Regions from separate parts of the Mus musculus genome. Here regions 1, 2, 3, 4, 6 and 7 are each linked to region 5. A link is a contact called in public Hi-C, HiChIP or PLAC-seq and promoter capture Hi-C data. All regions are on one chromosome and are shown on one strand. The core of a region is the stretch at or near the end of the contact, and the rest is flanking DNA. Distances in the headings are between cores, read along the strand shown.

The links. Promoter capture Hi-C pulls out the DNA fragments that hold promoters and counts their contacts. Hi-C and Micro-C count contacts between places; a contact is called where the count stands out from the background. HiChIP or PLAC-seq counts read pairs in DNA pulled down with a chosen protein or histone mark.
Region 1: a contact with region 5 is called in an H3K4me3 HiChIP or PLAC-seq map of embryonic forebrain, with 3 times the contacts expected there. The contact joins the enhancer-like site here to the promoter of Zswim6 in region 5. A contact is called at or near these places in 15 of 39 promoter capture datasets (the 3T3-L1 cell line, 3T3-L1-derived adipocytes, the HPC-7 cell line and 8 more), 10 of 484 Hi-C or Micro-C datasets (Sertoli cells, cerebral cortex, cortical neurons and 5 more) and 13 of 115 datasets of contacts at active chromatin or transcription factors (bone marrow-derived macrophages, cardiomyocytes, craniofacial prominence and 8 more).
Region 2: an H3K4me3 HiChIP or PLAC-seq map of forebrain shows a contact between it and region 5, with 2.7 times the contacts expected there. The contact joins the enhancer-like site here to the promoter of Zswim6 in region 5. A contact is called at or near these places in 8 of 39 promoter capture datasets (embryonic stem cells, epiblast stem cells, hippocampal neurons and 4 more), 1 of 15 datasets of contacts at CTCF or cohesin (CD8 T cells), 6 of 484 Hi-C or Micro-C datasets (bone marrow-derived macrophages, embryonic stem cells, nephron progenitors and 3 more), 13 of 115 datasets of contacts at active chromatin or transcription factors (bone marrow-derived macrophages, embryonic basal ganglia, embryonic forebrain and 7 more) and 2 of 9 other capture datasets (adipose tissue and liver).
Region 3: an H3K4me3 HiChIP or PLAC-seq map of neural tube shows a contact between it and region 5, with 2.5 times the contacts expected there. The contact joins the enhancer-like site here to the promoter of Zswim6 in region 5. A contact is called at or near these places in 10 of 39 promoter capture datasets (the 3T3-L1 cell line, 3T3-L1-derived adipocytes, the HPC-7 cell line and 6 more), 1 of 15 datasets of contacts at CTCF or cohesin (CD8 T cells), 18 of 484 Hi-C or Micro-C datasets (3T3-L1-derived adipocytes, the HPC-7 cell line, astrocytes and 11 more), 15 of 115 datasets of contacts at active chromatin or transcription factors (bone marrow-derived macrophages, cardiomyocytes, differentiating embryonic stem cells and 10 more) and 4 of 9 other capture datasets (adipose tissue, embryonic stem cells, liver and 1 more).
Region 4: an H3K4me3 HiChIP or PLAC-seq map of bone marrow-derived macrophages shows a contact between it and region 5, with 2.2 times the contacts expected there. The contact joins the enhancer-like site here to the promoter of Zswim6 in region 5. A contact is called at or near these places in 7 of 39 promoter capture datasets (3T3-L1-derived adipocytes, the HPC-7 cell line, cranial neural crest and 3 more), 3 of 484 Hi-C or Micro-C datasets (embryonic stem cells, pancreatic cancer cells and reprogramming fibroblasts), 15 of 115 datasets of contacts at active chromatin or transcription factors (CD8 T cells, the NIH/3T3 cell line, bone marrow-derived macrophages and 9 more) and 1 of 9 other capture datasets (liver).
Region 6: a promoter capture Hi-C map of liver shows a contact between it and region 5. The contact joins the enhancer-like site here to the promoter of Zswim6 in region 5. A contact is called at or near these places in 13 of 39 promoter capture datasets (3T3-L1-derived adipocytes, the HPC-7 cell line, cranial neural crest and 6 more), 12 of 484 Hi-C or Micro-C datasets (brain, cerebral cortex, cortical glia and 5 more), 17 of 115 datasets of contacts at active chromatin or transcription factors (astrocytes, bone marrow-derived macrophages, craniofacial prominence and 9 more) and 1 of 9 other capture datasets (embryonic stem cells).
Region 7: a contact with region 5 is called in a Hi-C map of stem cell-derived motor neurons, with 6 times the contacts expected there. The contact joins the enhancer-like site here to the promoter of Zswim6 in region 5. A contact is called at or near these places in 8 of 39 promoter capture datasets (the HPC-7 cell line, cranial neural crest, embryonic stem cells and 4 more), 1 of 484 Hi-C or Micro-C datasets (stem cell-derived motor neurons) and 10 of 115 datasets of contacts at active chromatin or transcription factors (bone marrow-derived macrophages, embryonic basal ganglia, embryonic forebrain and 7 more).

Annotation. Positions count from the first base shown.
Region 1 is chr13:108,122,004-108,124,703 of GRCm38.p6, reverse strand. The region is part of intron 1 of Ndufaf2 (NADH:ubiquinone oxidoreductase complex assembly factor 2); the gene reads left to right. Among named protein-coding and RNA genes, the nearest start is that of Gm52057, 13 kb to the left of the region's middle. Within about 2 kb of position 1,388, at least 8 of the 459 cell types and tissues checked have an H3K27ac peak or open chromatin away from gene starts, as enhancers often do. A contact at or near this core is called in cortical neurons and embryonic forebrain, where this site is marked.
Region 2 is chr13:107,718,420-107,721,119 of GRCm38.p6, reverse strand. No RefSeq gene overlaps it. Among named protein-coding and RNA genes, the nearest start is that of Gm52061, 30 kb to the right of the region's middle. Within about 2 kb of position 1,414, at least 27 of the 459 cell types and tissues checked have an H3K27ac peak or open chromatin away from gene starts, as enhancers often do. A contact at or near this core is called in forebrain, where this site is marked.
Region 3 is chr13:107,742,588-107,745,287 of GRCm38.p6, reverse strand. Zswim6 (zinc finger SWIM-type containing 6) reads left to right here. Exons shown (of 18, transcript NM_145456.3): 10 at 1,151-1,327; 11 at 1,606-1,752. Among named protein-coding and RNA genes, the nearest start is that of Gm52061, 55 kb to the right of the region's middle. Within about 2 kb of position 1,252, at least 25 of the 459 cell types and tissues checked have an H3K27ac peak or open chromatin away from gene starts, as enhancers often do. A contact at or near this core is called in neural progenitor cells, neural tube, stem cell-derived neural progenitor cells and 2 more, where this site is marked.
Region 4 is chr13:107,699,540-107,702,239 of GRCm38.p6, reverse strand. No RefSeq gene overlaps it. Among named protein-coding and RNA genes, the nearest start is that of Gm52061, 12 kb to the right of the region's middle. Within about 2 kb of position 1,434, at least 156 of the 459 cell types and tissues checked have an H3K27ac peak or open chromatin away from gene starts, as enhancers often do. A contact at or near this core is called in CD8 T cells, the HPC-7 cell line, the NIH/3T3 cell line and 3 more, where this site is marked.
Region 5 is chr13:107,888,795-107,891,494 of GRCm38.p6, reverse strand. It overlaps Zswim6 (zinc finger SWIM-type containing 6), which reads left to right and starts at 1,431. Exons shown (of 18, transcript NM_145456.3): 1 at 1,431-1,891; 2 at 1,893-1,901; 3 at 1,904-1,909; 4 at 1,912-1,914; 5 at 1,917-2,098. The coding sequence starts at 1,446.
Region 6 is chr13:107,641,208-107,643,907 of GRCm38.p6, reverse strand. Gm32186 (a long non-coding RNA gene) reads left to right here. Exons shown (of 8, transcript XR_873933.2): 4 at 1-1,462; 5 at 2,499-2,557. Among named protein-coding and RNA genes, the nearest start is that of Gm32186, 22 kb to the left of the region's middle. Within about 2 kb of position 1,372, at least 63 of the 459 cell types and tissues checked have an H3K27ac peak or open chromatin away from gene starts, as enhancers often do. A contact at or near this core is called in astrocytes, brain, cerebral cortex and 8 more, where this site is marked.
Region 7 is chr13:108,062,433-108,065,132 of GRCm38.p6, reverse strand. All of the region lies in intron 3 of Ndufaf2 (NADH:ubiquinone oxidoreductase complex assembly factor 2), which reads left to right. Among named protein-coding and RNA genes, the nearest start is that of Smim15, 19 kb to the right of the region's middle. Within about 2 kb of position 1,437, at least 7 of the 459 cell types and tissues checked have an H3K27ac peak or open chromatin away from gene starts, as enhancers often do. A contact at or near this core is called in neural tube and stem cell-derived motor neurons, where this site is marked.

The sequences.
Region 1 (2,700 bases), core at 139-2,638, 230 kb before region 5:
CCCATTCGCACAGCCTTACCTGGTAGAACTGAATCAAGACTGGCTCCAGGAATTTATGTTCTTTTTCATTATACTCTAGTTTGTATGGTTTCATATGCTTTTGAGAAATGTGTTAGTTTTATATTCATGCTTAAAATCTCTCCCACTGTCCTGCATTCTAGTTAATGTTTCAATAAATATTTTATTATTTAAAAAGTAAATGCTTCAATAAATATTTTAAGACTCCAGCCTACCTAGTCTAGCCCGTCACCACACATCAGCCCTGTTGGCCATGTCTGGCTCCTACCAGTTTTTCACAGTCCCTCTGTGCTTTGCTGCTGTGTGCCATGAACTGCCCCTGCCTGGAGGTCAGCTCTTCTTTATGCTGCCTTCCTGGTGACTCCTCTGTCTCTGGAAGTGTCATCGCTGTCTACGGACAGTTGTCCCTCTCCAGTGCTCTTCTGAGTTTGTTCCAGTTCATAGCACTTACAGCGCCTCGCTTTAGCAGCTGTTTTGTTGTTGCCATCTCTCTCGGAGAGAAGAGCACGGGGTGCTCGGATCTCTGTCTCCTCTCGGCCCAGTAAGCGTTACCTGGTACACAGGAGATGTTCGATAAATGTTTATTAAAGAAATGACTGAAAAGCCATTGTTTCCGTTATGATTCTAGGGACATAGTGCTTGCTTACTGCAGCAGCTTCCCGGCTTTTTTTTTTTTTTGTAACAGTGAAAACTGTTTATAAGAAGCAGTATCTTGTAGGTATCTTGAAGCAAAGTATAGTGAATTCTTAATTCAAAGCTCGAGACATTTTCCTTATTTAGTTCTAAAACAACATAGGTTTTGTAATAGTGTGTTCTTTAAAAGCAGTTCCATTTGTTTTTCAGTTGAAAATGATTCTTTGGTGAAAAATTAACCCAGTTGTAATTATATATTAAGAAGTATGCCCTGTCTGGCTGTTTTAATTCTTTTAGTATTTTTATCTTGGAAATACCTGACAAAAAATGTCTCTCATTAAACTTGTCATTGCTAGTCATGACTTTGTGGCTGCTTTTCAGTTAGGCACTCCATGGATATCATATATAGAAAATACTAGTTTTGTCAAAGCTTGTCTCCCTCACCGAGCAGCATAAGTAAATACAGATGACCGTATAGCACTCACACGCTCTTAGGTAACGGTCTCTATAAGATGTATCGTGTATTTTAGGGGGATTTGGCTTGTTTCCTTATTAATGCAGAAAATTTAATTGTCCATGCTGGGGAAGCTGCCACCGTGCTCTTTGTTATTTTAACTCTTTACATGCAGTGAAGACGGAAGAATGGAGAGTGATTTGCTGAGGCCAGTAGGCTGTTTCCAGGCTGGCAGCCGAAAGTCAAACGTGAGGAAATTGCAGAAATTTACAATTCAATGTGCGTTTCATCAGGGAGAGACCCACGGATTGTTTTGACACTCAGTTAGAAATTCAGCATGAAGATGGACGTCTCATAAAATGTGCAGCTGCTGATTGAATTCATATTTCCATAAAGGCCATCAACAGTAGAAGCCTGCAGGGAAAGAGGGGGAGACATGACAAAAACCTGTGAGGCCAGCATTTTCCTCGACGTTCCAGCCGCAAATTACTGGTAATAAGGGTTTACACTGACCGGGATTAAAGAAAAATATAGACAGCCAGGAGGGAAAGACTCCTCAGCCTAATTGATTTTAACTAAATATGTCTACATTTGATATCTAAATATGTGTTTATTCATCTATAGAAAACCTAATATATACTTAAAAGTCAGTCTTCACTATTTAAACAGCAAAAATAAGGCAGTTGTTAAAGCTACAGAACTCCATCACACAGGGTCTCTTCGTAAGAGCCTTCAGAGATTTGAACACTCATTCAGAACAGCCAGAACATTCTGGGGTAGTTGATTGCTGTTCTCAGGTGAATTGCAGGTTACGTGCAAGCCCATGAAATCGTTATTCCAATCCCATAGAAAACAAGCTTGCCTTTTGTCTCTGTAATACCGTCATTTTACAGGGGTTCAGGAAAAGCCTGTATAATACTGTGCCTTTAAGAACGACTTGATTCTTCTTGTTTATGTAGTAACAATGTTCCCAGATTTTAAGTATGTACTAGATTTTCTACAAATGATGAAATATATACTTAGATATTAAATATAAGCGTGTTTAAATTTATACTAAAAAGTCCATTCTCCTTTTAAAGTGCTTTTAAAAAGCAAAACAGACAAAACCTTGTATTTTTGTACTTAACGCTTCTTTTGTAAGCCCTTCATATTACACTCAATTGAAAAATCCTGTGGTCTCTGGGAGACCCGAAGGCTCTGGGGATGGGGGGTCATTGTTCATCCAGAGCTCTTTGTGTGGACAGCGTTAACAATGTAGCATGCCCTCAGATAGCATTTCTGGAAAATTAGAGTTTATACAAGTTTAAGTAAAAGTAGTTACCTTATAGAGAAAAGAATTATATTTAATTAGCAATGTGACCCAAATATATAAGATTACCTAGAAAATAGGAATGTGAAATTATTGAACTTTATTAACATACTAGATTATGAATATTAGAACATAGAAAATGTTTTCAGATGTTTTGTTTGTGGTTATAATTGAGAGTCTCAACTATTCTTATTTGAAAAGAATACTATGTCTTCTAGTAGTCGTCCCTGGAAGTGCACACTGGGCCTTATTTTTCTAAAGCGCTTTCGGGTTAGGTGGTCTGAGA
Region 2 (2,700 bases), core at 165-2,664, 170 kb after region 5:
CCTTGACAGATCCTCCCTGGAAGACATAGGCCTGTTTGGAAGGATCTGCTTTTCCTCTGTGCAAGGCTCTTCACTGGGCCGCTGCATTGTAAATATGTGCCTTTGAGAAATGCAGTGTTGAGCGGATGAAATATCCTCTAGAAGAGTTAGATCATTACTTCCGCTTTAGAATAAACAGTGTGCTGCCCGGGTCCACATACACTAAAAGGATGCTCAGGATTAGTATCCAACCATAGAGTTTGGATCCACTCGCATCACTGTCATGACCAAGCAATAGTGCCGGGGAACCTTTCGTGCTTAGCACATGAGACACCGTCCTTGCTGTTTGCATCGGTGAGTGCATCCGTTTAGTCGTGCATGTGTGACTACCATCCCAAGTTAACTCAGGAAGGTCCACAAACACGAGGTATCCACGATCACCCAGTCCCAGACAGCAAACAGCTCCAAGCCCTGGCAACTGTCTCCATAGCCACTCCTAAGTGGTTCATGGTCGGTCGCTTCTTATGGAATTGCATTTATTGATCACATACTGTGCCCGAGCACTGTAGAGCCCAAAGGAATATATTACATAGTTCCAACCCTCAAGAGAATTTGCTAAGATGAACTTAAAAATGGGTGAGCAAGATGACAGGGAGAAGCTATCCTGAGTTTTCCAATTTTTGCTTAGTGGAGCTGCATGACATGTGGCATCACTTTTTCCACTTTCCAAGTCATGCCTTCCCCTCTTCTCTTTCCCCTCTCTCCTCTGTGGGGGGTGTGTGTGTGTGTGTGTGTGTGTGTGTGTTTGTGTGTGTCTGTCTGTCTGTCTGTCTGCCTGTCTGCCTAAACTCACACCAACTCACCTAACACTCCAGAGAGAACCCTAAGCATAAGTCTATTTTCCATTTCTGGATCTGATTGCCTAGTTTGGATGTGGGCACCGAATCTACATCTTAGTCACTGCAAAAACAAAAACGGGGGCGGGGCCAAGAGGAAGAGCAAGCCCATTCATTTTCACATTAGCAGGATCTATCTGATCACCTCAGTATCTGCACTGTCCCATCACCAAGGTTTGTTTATTGGACTGTGGTTCATGAACCACCTGCATTAGAGCCATCAGAAGCCCAGTCAGACATACCTATATCTGATGCACTCCCAAGATTGAGTTATTAGGGACACAGGACTGTATATAATGAAGCTAAGTTTAAAAAAAGATTTTTTTTTTTGCTTGTTATATTCAACATACATTCATGTTACACAAGGACTGGGTTGAACAAGATGGTTTGGAAAAGCAGGTGTGTAGAGTAGCCTCTGGGCAAGACTAGGCCCCAGGCCTCTCAATGGAGCACAGACACCTTCTCTGTACCTACCCTCTTGCCACTCAGAGAAGTAATAGCTGCCAAAGGGCAGGCAGCAGGTTTCCACAGAAGCCAAATGTAGCCAGGAGAGATTGGCTGCAGGGTGAACCCAGGCAGGCTTTCTCCTGAAGGAAAATTGGAGTGGAACCCAGGGCATTCAGCAAAAGTTCTATTGAAACATCTTGTACAGTGTGGCCCCCCTGGGAAAATCCATACATTCGCTTGAGCTCACAGCATCTTAAAAAACAAACAAGCAAACAAACAACAAAAAAAACGCAGGAGCCTCCCTAGAAATTGCACAGCCGAGTCCCAGAGCAGCCCCGCCCAGTCTGGCTCACAGCTGAAGCGCATCTGTAGCCCCTGCTTTAAGCTATTCCATCATGCCAGATGATCAAAAGCCTCTTTGTTTTGTCTTTTCCAAGTCGTGCCTCAAACCCTCCCATCTCCTCTCTGGCAAAGTCACTGAGCATCTGTACTGGGGACTGGTAAATTTAATCTGTGGGTGAGATTCCCCAAATCCATTTTGATTGCTGTCACTCGGAGAGATCTGGAGGACTCATAACCAGCCATGATGTGTGAGGGACGTTTCTTGAAACTGCCTAGCGGAGAATTCTCATTCGAGGTTTACTTGCCCTTCAGGTCTGAGTGGGTTTTCTTCGACTGCCTGGTGGCTCAGGGAAGACAGAGGTGGGGGAGGGGGTGTTCAATCTTCGTTTCTCAAGCGCCTCTGTTTGCAGTTTCTTTGACAGCCACATGGTTTATAAAGAAGTGACTTTGAGGCAGGGATTTGCTTCCTCTAAAGCCGTCCTGGGACACAACTAGAACTTCTGTAGAGAAAGAGGATTCTTGGATTTGCAAAGCAGGTCCTCACATTGGGTATAAATGTCTCTGTACACTCTGTGGGTGACTTGGATAATTGATTGGCATGGTTGGGTACAGTAAAGAAGAGCCTGTCTGGCATTTGTCTTTTCTTTCAGCGTGGGACTACACACGGGGTGGGACCAGGGGCAGGCGGGGGTGGGGGGGATGGATAGATGTCAACTGACTCGTCATTCCTTGGAGGTTATACATGTCAACTTTGTTTTTGGAATGACCTAGAGCTCAAAGACTAGCCAGTAAGTCCGGCCTTGGGATCCATCTGTGTCTGCCACCTGAATGCTGGAATTACAAGCCAACACCACCGTGGTGGCTCTTCTGCATGGGTCCCAGGGATGAAACCCAGATTCTCATGTGTGCACTGTAAGCCCTTATCAATTGAGCCATCTCCCTCATCACCTGTCTTGTTTGTTTTCATTAGGGAGACATTTAAACATTCCTAGTCTGATTGTTACCTGGCCCACTGGTGCTTCCTGGTCTGACAACA
Region 3 (2,700 bases), core at 3-2,502, 150 kb after region 5:
GGACAGAGCCGGGGGTAGATGAAGCCACCAGGCTGCTCTTCTCAGCACAGTTGTGCTCGCTGTTGGTGGTTTGCCTTCTGTCTGCTCAGACAGAAGTCCAATGACAGGAAGATAAAGCCTTTCCTCATTTTGCTGCTTCTTTGGTTGAGTCTCCGAGAGCAGTGAAGGGGACTGTCCTTGAGCACTATTAGGTATATGTAAATGAATTGTTCATTGCCCCACGGTTCAGCTGAAAGTTAGTTTAGAGTTGGGGCCCAAGGGGCGGGAGTTCCTGTAGTAGTCTCTTTAGGAATTGAACAACCCAAGGAGCCGAGGTGAGAATATCCTTTATTCCCCAAACATTTCTTTTCTTCGTCAGGTCCTGAACCTTGAACCCCCTTCGGACTGTATGCTTCTGCTCTCTTGTGATGCCCCGGCATACACTATGCTGGGGACATCACACCAGCCATGGAACCTGTCCAGGAGTCAGGAGACAGCCTATAGGGGCAAGGTAAGTGCGCTGGTTTGTTTTGTAGCTATGTTGTGTGGCTTTGTGAAATGTTAAACAGATGCATTTATGCCCTTTGGGATATAAAGTGGCATTTAACCATTATATCCCAAGAAGCATAATAGTTTTAATTGTGCAAAACCGCACAATATAGTTAAAAAATACAACCAAAAGCACAACCCTTACGCATAGTTTTAAGGCTGACTGCGTCTTCCTGAAAGGTTCCATGGCTGGTGTCGCATCTCTTGCATAGTGTTTGTGAGAGCTGTTGATCCCATCAGGGGCAGCCCAACACTACCTCAGAAGTGGGGAGCAGTGAGTTTTCATGGGATTTTTTTTTTTTAAAAGACAAGTGCCTCTTTAGCGTATCTTCGACATGGAGACTAGACATGACAATTCTTTTTGCAGGATGCCTTTAACAATAGCTTTAATGGCTGCAGAATGTTTGTGTTTGATACAACAAGTAAATGTCTGGAAACTCTTTAGGCTAACTGCCATCGAGCATTTAGGATGTGAGACTATCCATTCACCCTGCGCCCTTCTGCTTAGTGGGTGCAGGGCAGTGTGTGTGGGTTCATGAACATCTGGCCGCAGAGTGGTATGACTGATTTATTCACATGTGAATAATAGCTGACACGGCTTTCTGAATTGTGGAAAAAACAGATTCATCGAACAGGCCTCATCGGACAGTGTTCACGAGAGCCATCGAGGCATGTGATCTCCACTGGCAGGATAGCCACTTGCAGCACATTATCAGCAGTGACCTGTACACCAACTACTGTTACCATGACGACACTGAAAACTCCCTCTTTGACTCCCGGGGGTGGCCCCTCTGGCATGGTAAGTGGCCAAACCGGAAAGACTTTTCCATGACTTACTCCTTTGTTTAGTTTCTATAGCATTATTGGAGTGGGAGGTAGAGGAGCGAGGTATTCAATGGGCAACGCATGAATGCTTGGCACAGGGGGCTGAAATTTCCATTCAGATCCAAGTTCAGAAATGGTTTCTTATATCTTCTTCTATGGCTCTTGGGGAGGAACATCTTACTGTAGTAGCCCGCTTTTATGGATGGATCTAACAGCGGCCACTTTGCCCCCTTACTGGGTTTCTGTTTGTAGAACACGTCCCTACAGCCTGTGCAAGAGTGGATGCGTTGCGTTCTCACGGGTACCCCAGAGAAGCACTGAGACTAGCAATAGCTATTGTGAACACATTACGACGACAACAGCAGAAACAGTTGGAAATGTTCCGGACTCAAAAAAAAGGTGATTATGAAAGAGATTGTCTATTGGAATGGGATTCCTGGTGTGGATGGAACTTGGTTTCACGTTCTGCTGGAAGAGATGGAGTTTTGAAAGTACAGCCATGGAAATGGCCTTTATTCACCATTCCTAAAAGTGTTTGACAATGCACTCATGTGGAACACAGCCATACGTGCAATCAGACACCCATACACATAAGCTAAAGATGAATGAATTTTTTTTTTAATTTGATAACATATCTGTAAAAATAAAATCCAAGTTGTTTTGGTTGAATGTTGAAAAAAAACAAATTCCTACCTAATTATGGAGATTTTTATTTTTTGAACAGCTGATGATCTGTCTGGATCATCTAAAATGGAAGCTGGATACCTTCCTGGTGTTCTAATGTAAACACTAAGGACTTCACAGTGGCTGCCCATCCTTAAATCCCAGCAGCTCGTCTCGGGTGGGCGCCCTCAGCTGATGGCTACTGTCTCAGTTTCTGAGGTCCCTCTTCTGCACAGCCGGTCTCAACAGAGGGGCTGTCTCTAAGAGCTGCTGAGATGGACCCACTAATCCCTAGAAAGTCTGAAACAAGGCCTGGCACTCTATACTTTTATAGCCATAATAGTCTGTGTTGGAGGACTTGTTATCTATTCAAAGTGATCAGAGCAGAACCCCTGCTTGCTGAGGTAGCGGTTCGGTTGGTTTTTCAAGGTCTACAAATGACTTTTGATGAGTGAGCAACCGACAGGACACCTGACCTTGTCTTTATCTCAGTTTGTTAGTTTTCTCATTTTGGATAAATACTGTAGTAGTAACAACAAGTCTGTTACTGGTTCTCAGCTGCTGATTGGACAGTGTCTCAGTTAGGGTTTTGCTGCTGTGAACAGACACCATGGCCAAGGCAAGTCTTATAAAAACAACATTTAATTGGGGCTGGCTTACAGGTTCAGAGGTTCAGTCCATTAT
Region 4 (2,700 bases), core at 185-2,684, 190 kb after region 5:
CAAAGTAAATGTGTGAGTAACAGACAATAATCAGACTGTGACAAGTGTCATTGGGGAAAATAAAATGTGACAGAGAATAAGGAAACTAAAATGGGACTAATATGTGGGCATGGTGGGGGGGTCATTTTAGGAGAGAGTTCTGGAAGAGAGTGACATTGCAGTCACCCCTGAATGAGGGGAAGCAGTGCCACAAGCACTCTGGAGAAACACACCCAGATACAGAGCACACGTGTCAAGACTGGGGCCAAGAGGATGCCTGCCAGGAGGGTGGATCTACCGGAGTCTGGGGCACTGGAACAGAGAGCAATGAAGGACCAAAAGGACCAGACACTGTCTTCTACCAGTGCCACAACCCAGGTCCCCTGCTGTCCTGGTCATAAACCTGAGGTGTGGAAGAAGCTGACAGAAATACTTCCCGGAAATACACTGAGGTGGTTTCTGGAGACACACAGGAAATGGATTCTCTACTAGAAACTCAGGTCAGTGCTAGTCCAATGCCACCAGATTAAGGTCCCAAGTCCTCCTGTTCAGTCAGGAAGCCATTTTGTGTGGGTATCTGCTTTCCCCTTGGAGGAAGTCCTACACGGAAGTTCCATAGAGCCCTCACTTCTACCTCATGCTAACTCCCATACATCCCAGGACAATCACAGGGAACTTCTAATGTCATTACCTAGCAGCGGCAAAAGAGGGATTGATATTTCATTCCTTGGTAATTGTTACCAGCCTCAGTGCCTTTGATGGTTTTCCCCAGAAACAGGAGGACCTGGAGAGAGGGACGAGAAGGTGGTAGGTGACTCTGGCATGCCTTTATTTTGCTCTGTGCTCACAGCTGAAAGCACACAGTGTAGCGGCAGCAAAAACCTCCAGAACTGGCCGCAGGGTTGGGGGTGACTGGACCTTATCAACACCTAGTTTTGTAAAGTGCAGAAAGAAAAGGAATCCTTCCATACTAAACCAGACCCGCTAGTCAAATACTCATTAAAACCTGTCTGTGTGAGGCATCGTGCAAGAGGCCATGGGCACTGAAGGGAGAGATGTTTGAGCCCTTGTCCCCAGAAGCTTCCAGTCCCACTGTGGGATCTAAGAAAGACCCTGTGTGCATACACAGGTGGACCAAGAGATGATTAGCAAGCCATTAGGAGAGGAAGAGACGCTCAAGTGTTTAGGTTAACTTCTTATTTTTTTTCAGGGTAGAGGGTCTGGTCCCAGGTTGAGATCTGAGGAAGGAGAGGATGGAGGTGGCATGAGCCACCCCGGTCTGGCAGCTCAGCCCCCTCATAGAGTCTGGACCCTGGCTTTAAATGCCACTGTGAGGCTCTGCAAGGGAGGAACCGGGGTGTATGGTTTGAGCTGCTGAGTCAGAACACCTCCCAAACCCCCAGCACTTGGGGCTGTTTTTTTTTTTTTCCAGGACTGGTTTTGTCTGCTACGTGAGCCCATTTTGTCTTTGTGCCTCCTAACACAGTCTGTAGAACTCCCAGACTGCTTGATGCACAGTCATGCATAAAACATGTGCTACAGCAAGCACACACACACACACACACACACACACACACACACACACACGTCACTTTGACTTTTCAATGCTTTGTGCTAAGGGAAAAAGAAACAAGGTTAGCTTTCCAGCTTCCCACCCCCAAATTGTCCCCAGAATGGATAGACACAGCCTTCCTTTGTGCCGTTTGCCAAGGGCTCAGCGTGCCATGTGTGGCTGCTGTTGTCCTGACTCCTCTGGCTAAGGAGGAGCCTGCCCTCCCTCAAACCTAGGAATCTAGCTCATTTCCTGTATCTTCTATTTCACCGGACATGTGGCGCCCAGTTCCTGTAAGTGGCATGATGCAAGCCCAGTGGTTGGGGATGTGGCTGCTCAGGCAGATCTCTGTACCTTCTGCTGAGCTACAGGGCACATTCCCTCTCTCAGCCCCTCGTGTCTAGAGCAGCCTGGGGTGGGGTTGGGGCATCTCACTGGTGAGCACCTTGGACTCCAAGGAGCAGGAGAGGACGTGTGGAGAAAGCCACAAACAAGAACTGGACTCTTTCCGCAGTGAGATGTACAGATTCCTTGGGGGGACCCAGACTTTAGCAAATCAGAAGACTAAACACAGAAGAAAGTGAGAGGGCATTGGGGTCACAGGAGTCTTTGAAGAATACTTGCCTGGGCCTTGATTTTCAATGCAGTGAGGCTTCCCAGGCAAAAGGGAGTCACACTCTGCTAGTCAAGGCACACCCGACCTACATTTGATCTTGGAGAAACACTTTTAAATCGATCCAGTGCAGGGTCAGTTCGGTTTCCCAGGGGACCTTGTGTTTGACCAGGGCATGGAGAAATGATTTCCAAGGTGAGGCTGCCTAAAACTTAAGTCTAAATTTTCAAATGGAAAAGCCTTTCTGTCTTATTTCCTGGGTAGAAGCAAAATCTATTATCCACGAGTGTGGTTCAGGAAGCACATACAAAGCGCCTTGTACTAGTTTAAACTTGAACTCAGTTGTTGTGAGGCAGATGTGAGGTAGCCCCAGCAGAAGGCATTTCTTGGTGGAGGCTGACAGTGCTGCTGGTGAGGAAACCACCGTCCCCCACCCCCCCACATGCAGTCTGAGACGAGTGCCCTTTCTCCTCCAACCTCCATGCTCTACATAGACCAACCTGACTGGCTAGCACATCTGCATTCCAGGTGGGGAAAAGGAGGGTGAAGAAGGAGA
Region 5 (2,700 bases), core at 182-2,681:
GCTTGGCTGAGATCTAACCAAGCTCTGCAGAGTGCGAAGAACAATGTCCGCAGGGTTCCCGGTTCAGACGGGGACTCGTTTCTCCGCCTCCGCTGGCGCCCGGGCACCGTCTCCCAGCGCTGCTCGCTCTCCTGCTGCCCTGCAGCGGGGAGGACCCGCCGGTCGGGCGCCGCCAATGCTGCAGGGAGCGCAGCGCGCGTCCGGAGCGCCAAGGACTCCAGGTCTCAGCCCCGCCGCAGATTCCAGAGCGCCCGCGGCTGTTGTCCGCCACCGGGCGGCCGTGAGCGACAACCGTCTCGCGTTGGAGAGTTTGCGCGATCCTCTCTGCCCGTGTGTGCGCTCTAAGTGAGCGGCCCGACCCCCTGGGTCTGCAGCAGGTCGCGGCAGAGGGCGACTGGGGCTCTGGGGTGAAGCCGGGCGGGCCGGCTTCTTGGCCCGAAGGACTGAAAGAGTGCGAGGGCGGGGCGGGGCAGGGCGGCGCGGCCGGCTCGGGACGCGCGTCCAGCGGCTGCGGGGCAGCATCCGAGCGCTGCGCGTGTCCGGGCGCTCGATCGACTCGGCTCCCTGGCGTGTCACCGGGCCGGAGCGAACCCGGGGCTCAGGGCTGGGTGCGCTGCAGTTACGCGGGGCAGCCGCGCCCCTTCCCCACCTGGGTCGGCGAAAAGTGAAGTGGAAAACAGTGGCTGAGCTCAGCCCTCCTCCCTTTCCCCCCTGCGCCGCAGCCACGGCCGAGGGTGGGGGAAGTTCGCTTCGCCGGGTTGGAAGGAAAGCAGGCGGCCTGGGCCGCGCCTCCCCCGCCTTCCTCTCGGCCGCGTCCCCGGGGCTTCACGCAGCATTTCTTTGTTTTGAAAGCGCCTCCTCCGCCCAGAGGCTTTTCCCCGCGGGGCCGGCTGACTGGGGGGTGGGGCATCGAGCAGTCGGCCCGCCCTCCATTTAGTCCGGAACCCTCCCCCCTCCCCGCCCCGCGGCGACCCACGAGGAGCGTCCACGCTCGGCGGACATCAAAAGGAGGCAGGGCGCTGGAGGGCTAAGTTGAGTAGACAGGGGGCGCAGAGACCCACCCACCCTTCCCCTTGGCAGACGGCCCGACCCCTCCCGCGGAAACCCCGCCTGAGCCCCGCCTCCCGCGTCACAGCAGCCTGACATTCTCACAGCCCACCGGGCACCCAACCCGGGTGCCCCCGCCACCCCCGTGTCCACGGAGCGCTCTATTTATGTTTCAGCCCAGTGATTTGCATAGGCCCCGCCCCCTCCCCTAGGTTCTCCCTATCGGCGCTCCTCCTCGGCGATGTCGTCACGGCCTAGGCCACACCTCCCGTGCCCCTACAAGGAGCGGCGGGCCCTAGATGGCAGCGTGGCGTCGCCACGGCGTGTGCGTGTCGCGCTTCCTTGTGCCGTTTATAGGGTCCCGGCACTTCCGCTGTCGGGTTAGAAGCGGCGCGGTCATGGCGGAGCGCGGACAGCAGCCTCCTCCCGCGAAACGGCTCTGCTGCCGGCCGGGCGGCGGCGGCGGCGGCGGCGGCGGTGGTGGGGGCAGCAGCGGCGGCGGCGCGGGTGGCGGCTACAGCTCTGCCTGTCGGCCCGGCCCGCGGGCGGGCGGTGCGGCGGCGGCGGCGGCGTGCGGGGGCGGCGCGGCACTGGGGCTGCTGCCGCCGGGCAAGACCCAAAGCCCCGAGTCTCTGCTGGACATCGCAGCGCGCAGGGTGGCGGAGAAGTGGCCGTTCCAGCGCGTGGAGGAGCGCTTCGAGCGCATCCCGGAGCCGGTGCAGCGCCGCATCGTCTACTGGTCCTTTCCCCGCAGTGAGCGGGAGATCTGCATGTACTCGTCCTTCAACACCGGCGGCGGCTCCGCGGGCGGCCCCGGCGACGACAGCGGCGGCGGCGGCGGGCGGCAGCACGGGCGCGGCGCGGCGGCGCGGCGGCTCCTCATCCTCGCCGGCCGCCACCTCAGCCGCCGCCGCCGCCGTCGCCGCGGGCACCGGGACCCCGTCGGTGGGGGCGGCCAGCGCTGCGGACGGCGGCGACGAGACGCGGCTGCCCTTCCGCCGGGGTATCGCGCTGCTGGAGAGTGGCTGCGTAGACAACGTCCTGCAAGTCGGTGAGTCACGGGGCTGCCGCGGGCCGTCGGTCCTTCGGTCTGTCCTCCTGTCCCTCGGGGGTGGGGGAGGGCAGGGTCTCCCCTCCGATCCCCTGGGCCGCCTCGGGTCGGGCGCGCGCGGTGCAGCAGCGGGCGACTCGGACGGTCCCCGGAGCGGAGCGCCCATTTCCTCCCGCTGGTCCCCGCCCCCGTCTCCCCGGACGGGCTAGCGCGAGTGGGAAATGAATCAGCAAGGACGCGCCCCTCGGTGGCGGGGTGGTGGGTGTCGGCGTCCCGGTCGTCTGTCCGGCAGGCTGAGTGCGGGTGTGCGGGGCGGGCGTGGACAAAGGCGCGGGTGGCCGCGGGGCTCGGGCTGGGGCGTGCGGCGCGGGGGAGGGGGCGCGGGCCGCAGACAATGCCGACCGGGGCGCTCGCTCTGCACTGCCCGGCTCGCGTCCTTTCTTCTGGCGCTGCTCCGCGCCCCGCGGTCCGAGGTGGGGTGGTGGCGATCCCTTCAACCCCGCTCGGCCACCGCTCCGCTCGGGGCTCCGACGGCCGGCCGGCTAGCCGGCCGGCCCCTCGTACTCAGGCTGCTTTAAGGTGTCTGCAACGAGCTCCGCGGC
Region 6 (2,700 bases), core at 123-2,622, 250 kb after region 5:
AACCTTTAGAGAGGTTATGTCAATGTACACGCCCACCTGCTGAGAATGCAGAAGTGTCCTCATCAACTACATACAATACAATTTACATACATAGTATGTATATATAGTCTTTATTCTTTTGCCTACTTTATTTTTAATTGGAATATTCATCTTTTTCTTACTAGTTTGTAAGAACATTTTTTACATTCAATCTATTTTCCCTATATTCTGCAATTTAATGCAAGTTGCCAATTCACCACCAACCCCATACCGGGGACTGAACCCAGGACCTGACACAAGCTAGGCAACTGCTCTACCACTGTGACATATCTCAGTCTGCTGATTACATTTATGTTTAAATTGGCAGAGCCCAGATTCTTAATACTTTAGTTTATGGTTTCTGCTTTTGATGTTATTTTGTAAAGGCCTTTTCCACTTTGGAATTTCCCAACTATCTACTTGTATTTTCTCCTAGTGATTCTATTTTATTTAAAAATATTTCATATTAAATTTGTGGGTTTTTTAAAAAATGGAATCTAATTTTATTTTCCAATCTTTGTTACTGTTTCTGAATAATTTTTTATTAGATATTTTCTTTATTTGCATTTCAAATGTTATCCCCTTTCCTAGTTTCCCCTCCGAAAATCCCCTATTCCCTCCCCCTGCTCCCCAGTTTCTGAATAACTTTGATCATGCCATATACTATAACTGGTTCCCAAACAAGTATAGCCAGGAGGGAAGACCCTGTCTCCAAGAAACGCTGAGAGTAGAGATGAGGGCTTGACCCCATGTCTGGAGGTACACACAACAGTATCTAGACTTTGTCACTTTCCATATTATTTAAACCCTGGTTTTGCATTTGTGCAATGAACATAATATTAGGAACTATCTCCCCAAATGGTGGTGAAGATCAAATTGTAACATGCACATGAAACACGTGTGCATGGCTCAACGGGACTAACAATGAGTAGGAATAGGTTAGGAAGAAGGACTGTAGCAATTGTGTGACATGGTAATGTTAAAAAGAAATACATCGTCACCATCTATAGATACAACTATACTTACACCGTGGGTACATTGCTGTATAGTTGCAGAGAGCTCATCCAAGTCATTCGGAGGGTTCCCTGAAAGCTGGCTTGTACCCCTAAAGCCTGGCTCTGCTGGAGCCTGGACTGCACTGAACGCCCACATTTCAGGGGAGCCTAGTGCTGGTTCTGTTCACAGACTTACTTCCAAGGCCTTCTGCCTGACCTGCCCATGTTGAAGGGAATCAGAAGAACAACCTGACACTTGGAGAGCTCACGGGACAGAGAGCACTTGGAGTCTGTGCTCAGAGCGAGCAGCCCTCTCTCCCCCTTCCTGGCTCACCCCCAAGCTGAGGATGGCTGCAGAGAAATAGTCACTGGCCGTGAGCCAGGGACACCAGTCAGCTTAACCAAAGAAATCAATGGACACTGTGTCTGCAAATGAGGAAAGTGACGTGGTAAGGAGGCGTATGCCTTGTCCAGAATCACAAATACCCGGGGTGGCAAAAGCAAAAGGAGAAGCGGCCTCAAAAGGGGCCATTTCCCATGTCAGGCAGGCCCGGGTTCACAAAGGAACGGGCACGCTGCTCTTGAGCCCTGGGCGGTGGAGGCCCAACATATTTTTATGAGGCACAGACAATGAGTAGCCATTCAAAAGGCTGATGTTGCCTCTGCTTAGAAAAGGGCAAATATTTTAGGAATCCCTTGTTACTAGGCAAATGCCTGATGACTGTTTGGAGGACTGGAACTCAGCTGCATGCACAGTACCTTGGGCTTTGCCCTTTGATTCAGAGTTCTGCTTCCGCCAAGGAGTGGCTCTCTAGTTTGGCTGCACCCTGGAACAAGCTGTGAAGCTCTTAAGCGCAAAGATGCCAGGTTTCACTTCCAGAAAGATCGATTAAATTAGGGCATAGAATGCTATTGCTAAAAAGTTTTATCCTAGCCAAACATTTCTCAAATTTTAAAGAATTTTCTGAAAAGTTTGTTAAAATGTTCCAGACTCTGGGCCTGGACTTTGACACTCCAGTCAATCTCCTATAGGATGTTATGTTCCTGTGACCTGAGGGACGGGATAGCTCAATGACCATAGTGCTTGTTTGTTTTTGTTTTGTACAGATTAGAGCATTACTTAACCAGACAGTTGTCCTAGAGCTGAAATTAAGCAGAGAGGGAATCTATGATAGTTGTCCCCAGCCTGGAGGCCCAGCACACTGATGAGAGCCCTTAACATTCTGGCAAAGTCCCCTCATCACCCTGGAGGAGACCTTACATCTTCTTGGACTAGAGGAGTCATGTGCTTGGGCTTATGTCTCCGTTGTTAGGGTTGTTTGCTCTGTCCCCCATGGGGACATGGGGATGGGGACTATATGTCAAGAGTAACAGCACAGACCCTGGGAGAGTGAAAAGCAAGGGACGTTAGAGGCCTTCCACCTAAGGAAGAATGTGAACATAAACAGCAAAGATCTAAGGCCAGTGCACTCTGTAATCTTACAGGAACTGCTTCTGCTAATATTGGTCATCAACTTGACAGGCTCTGAAACCATCGATGAGAGGTAAGTTTGGGGAGGTCTAGGAGGGAGATGTTAGATTGGGTTAATTGAGATAGAAGCCATACCACAAGTGGGTGGCAACATTTCCTGGGCTGGAGTCCATTAAACAGAAGAAAAAAACAAGCTGAGCCTCTATCTTCTTCCCT
Region 7 (2,700 bases), core at 188-2,687, 170 kb before region 5:
CTCTGGATAAATGACTTAGTGTGCACTAGGCAGGAAATAGAACCATCATGATTACTTGTTTCTCTTGGGGGTAAAAAGCTTTGGGGGTCTAAAAAGTTGGCTGATTATTAAAGTTTCTTTCTTTAACCTAACTTAGGAACTCCGTATTTGAGTAGTGATATATTCAAAGCCGAATGCTTAATGATTGACAAGTGAAGATACACAAAGATACATTTTTCCCAATTTCAAAAGCATCATCTTTGCCACATTTATTTTTAAAAACTAATATAAATTCCTAAGAGTATAAATATCCTTTTCCAGTTTTCAAGAATCTATGGCATTTTTTGTTACTATGAAGAAAAGGCCTGTAAAATTATTTAGAACCATAACTTATTAATGGTGAAATACAATTTATTCTTAATTGTTAGGTGTTTAAATTTAGCTTTGCATGTGTGATACAGTGCACTATGTGGAGCCATTTATTCATTCAGCAAATACGTGCTGAGTGCACCTTATAATCTAGCCCCTGTTCTAGGCACTGTGTCTGAGGGACAAAGGGGGACCGAGCCAAAAAGAGCTGACAAGAACTCATTGCCTATGGCAACCAAACTGCATATATATTTGCCTTCTGCCTTGGCAACCCAACGTCTAGAAATCTACTCAATTATCAGACAAAGGCAATGGTATGGCCACACAAGGGAGTTCCCAGAGACTAAAACGAGACGACAAAAGAAAGCATAGCAATATGGACTTAGTGCCACAACAGAGTTTCAAACAAGTAGATTAACAAGAAATTGATCGCATATGAATGTGAATGATAGCTGAAGGACGGCCAGATAGGTAATTTGCCTATTTTATGAAAAAAAGCAGAAAGTATATAGAAAAATCTGTTTTGTTTTGCTTTTGTTTGTTTGTTTGGCTTGGTTTGGTTTTTAAATAAAAGATTAGCCGCGGAGGGAGAGACCAGTATGCAGAGCAAGGGTGAGGCATGAATTTTGGTGACTCTGCCGTTTTGCTTAATTTTACTGTGCAACAATCACTACATAGCTTGACAAGGGGAGCTGTCTGTGGGTTGTGATCTTCTCTTTACCATGAGACTTAGGCAGCCATATGAATAGCTGGAAGAAAAGCCTCCCAGGCGGAAAAAGGGCCCAGTGACAACGGGGAGAGTGTCTGAAGAACATAGGAGCAGCCAGTGGGGCTGCAGCTTAGCAGAGAGAGCCATGATTGGAGGAGAAGAGAGTGCAGTCAGATCCCTGACCCTCCTCGTAGGCTGCAGGCCCAAGATGAAGTTACAGTAGAAGGTGTCTAGTAGATCCTTGTGGAAGAAAGAGGACAAAGGACAAAACGACGAAGTCAAACAGAGACAGAGGCCCAGCAAAGCTCTGGCAAGCTCTTGGGGATCCTGAGCACGTTTGTACTGCCCGTCTGGTTGGGGTGGCCTGGCTTTATGTCCTTGCCTGTCTATTTCACTGGATAGGCTTCCTTCCCTTAAAGCATTAGTATATGAGTGAGTTGCAGCCCTCTGCTACTGCTCCACGCGACAGCAGCGTGGACAGGTGTGAGCTGTCTTGTCACAGCTCCCCCTGCAGCTGGGAAGGATCTGGAGTCTCCTACATGCAAATCTAACGTAACTTATAATAAACCCATGAAGGTTTGTTAGTGAGAACTGGCATGAAAAGTCAGCCTCTGTTGGCCAGGAGGCCCAAGGAGACATGTTAGGAAGTGCCTGTAGTCCTAGTAAGAAATGCTCTTGGCAGGAGAGGTAGCAACAAATGCAGAGTTCAAGGTGCAGTAGGAAGAGCTGGTAAGATCTAGTGCTGCGTAGGTAGAGGATGGAAGGGGACACAGGAGCAGCTCTGTAAATATGCACAGTGAAGCCCCTCCTCCTCTAACTTTTCCTACCTCCCCCCTCCTGCCTCCACCTCCTCATCAGATCTTCCCCCTAATGTGCATTTGATTGTGACAAAGCCTACTCCGAGAGTGATCAGTAACTTTCAAGGCTGTCTGTGCACGTTGTCGGCTGTTGCCTTGGAGCTGGCCTGTAGTTTAGCAGATGAGGATTGGGAAGAGAGGCCAGTGAAACACGACAGAGCTGTCAGGGGTCCAGGGAGAGCAGATAGACACGCCTGCATTGGCCCCAACTCTATGGGAGCCTTGTGAGTGGCTTGTGACAAGTACCTGGCAGCAGCAGGTAGAAGCAGATTCCTACTTCAAGTACAGGCTAGTCATGTGACCTTGTGGCCTATGGACAGTTTGAATGAAACTGTCAAGTCTAATGGGCTAGTTTGACTTAGAGCTTTGGACCCTAGAAATCTGTCAGGGCTAAAAGTATAAATCTGAGATTGTTCAGCAATATGGAAATAGTGTTTAAACTTGCAGCATGAAAAACAGTTATCCCTGTAGAAATAAGAGGGCCTATGCCTGAGTCCTCAAACACTTGAGGCCAAACTGTTTGGATGTTTGACCACAGAGGAGCTGATTTTGGTAAAAAGAACCTGAATGTTTTACAGACATATCATTTGGTATATGAATGTGTAACACACATGTGCACATGCACATACCATGCACACACATACCTCTTTTTCTCAGTTTTTATCTCACCTTGGCCTCAACCTCCCCTTGCCGAGCACTGAGGGCTGGCATGGCCTTTTGTCTTTGCAGCCATGGCTAAGGACATGCTTCGCAGTCGCTCTCCGAAACGGTGAGTTGGTCTGCTGC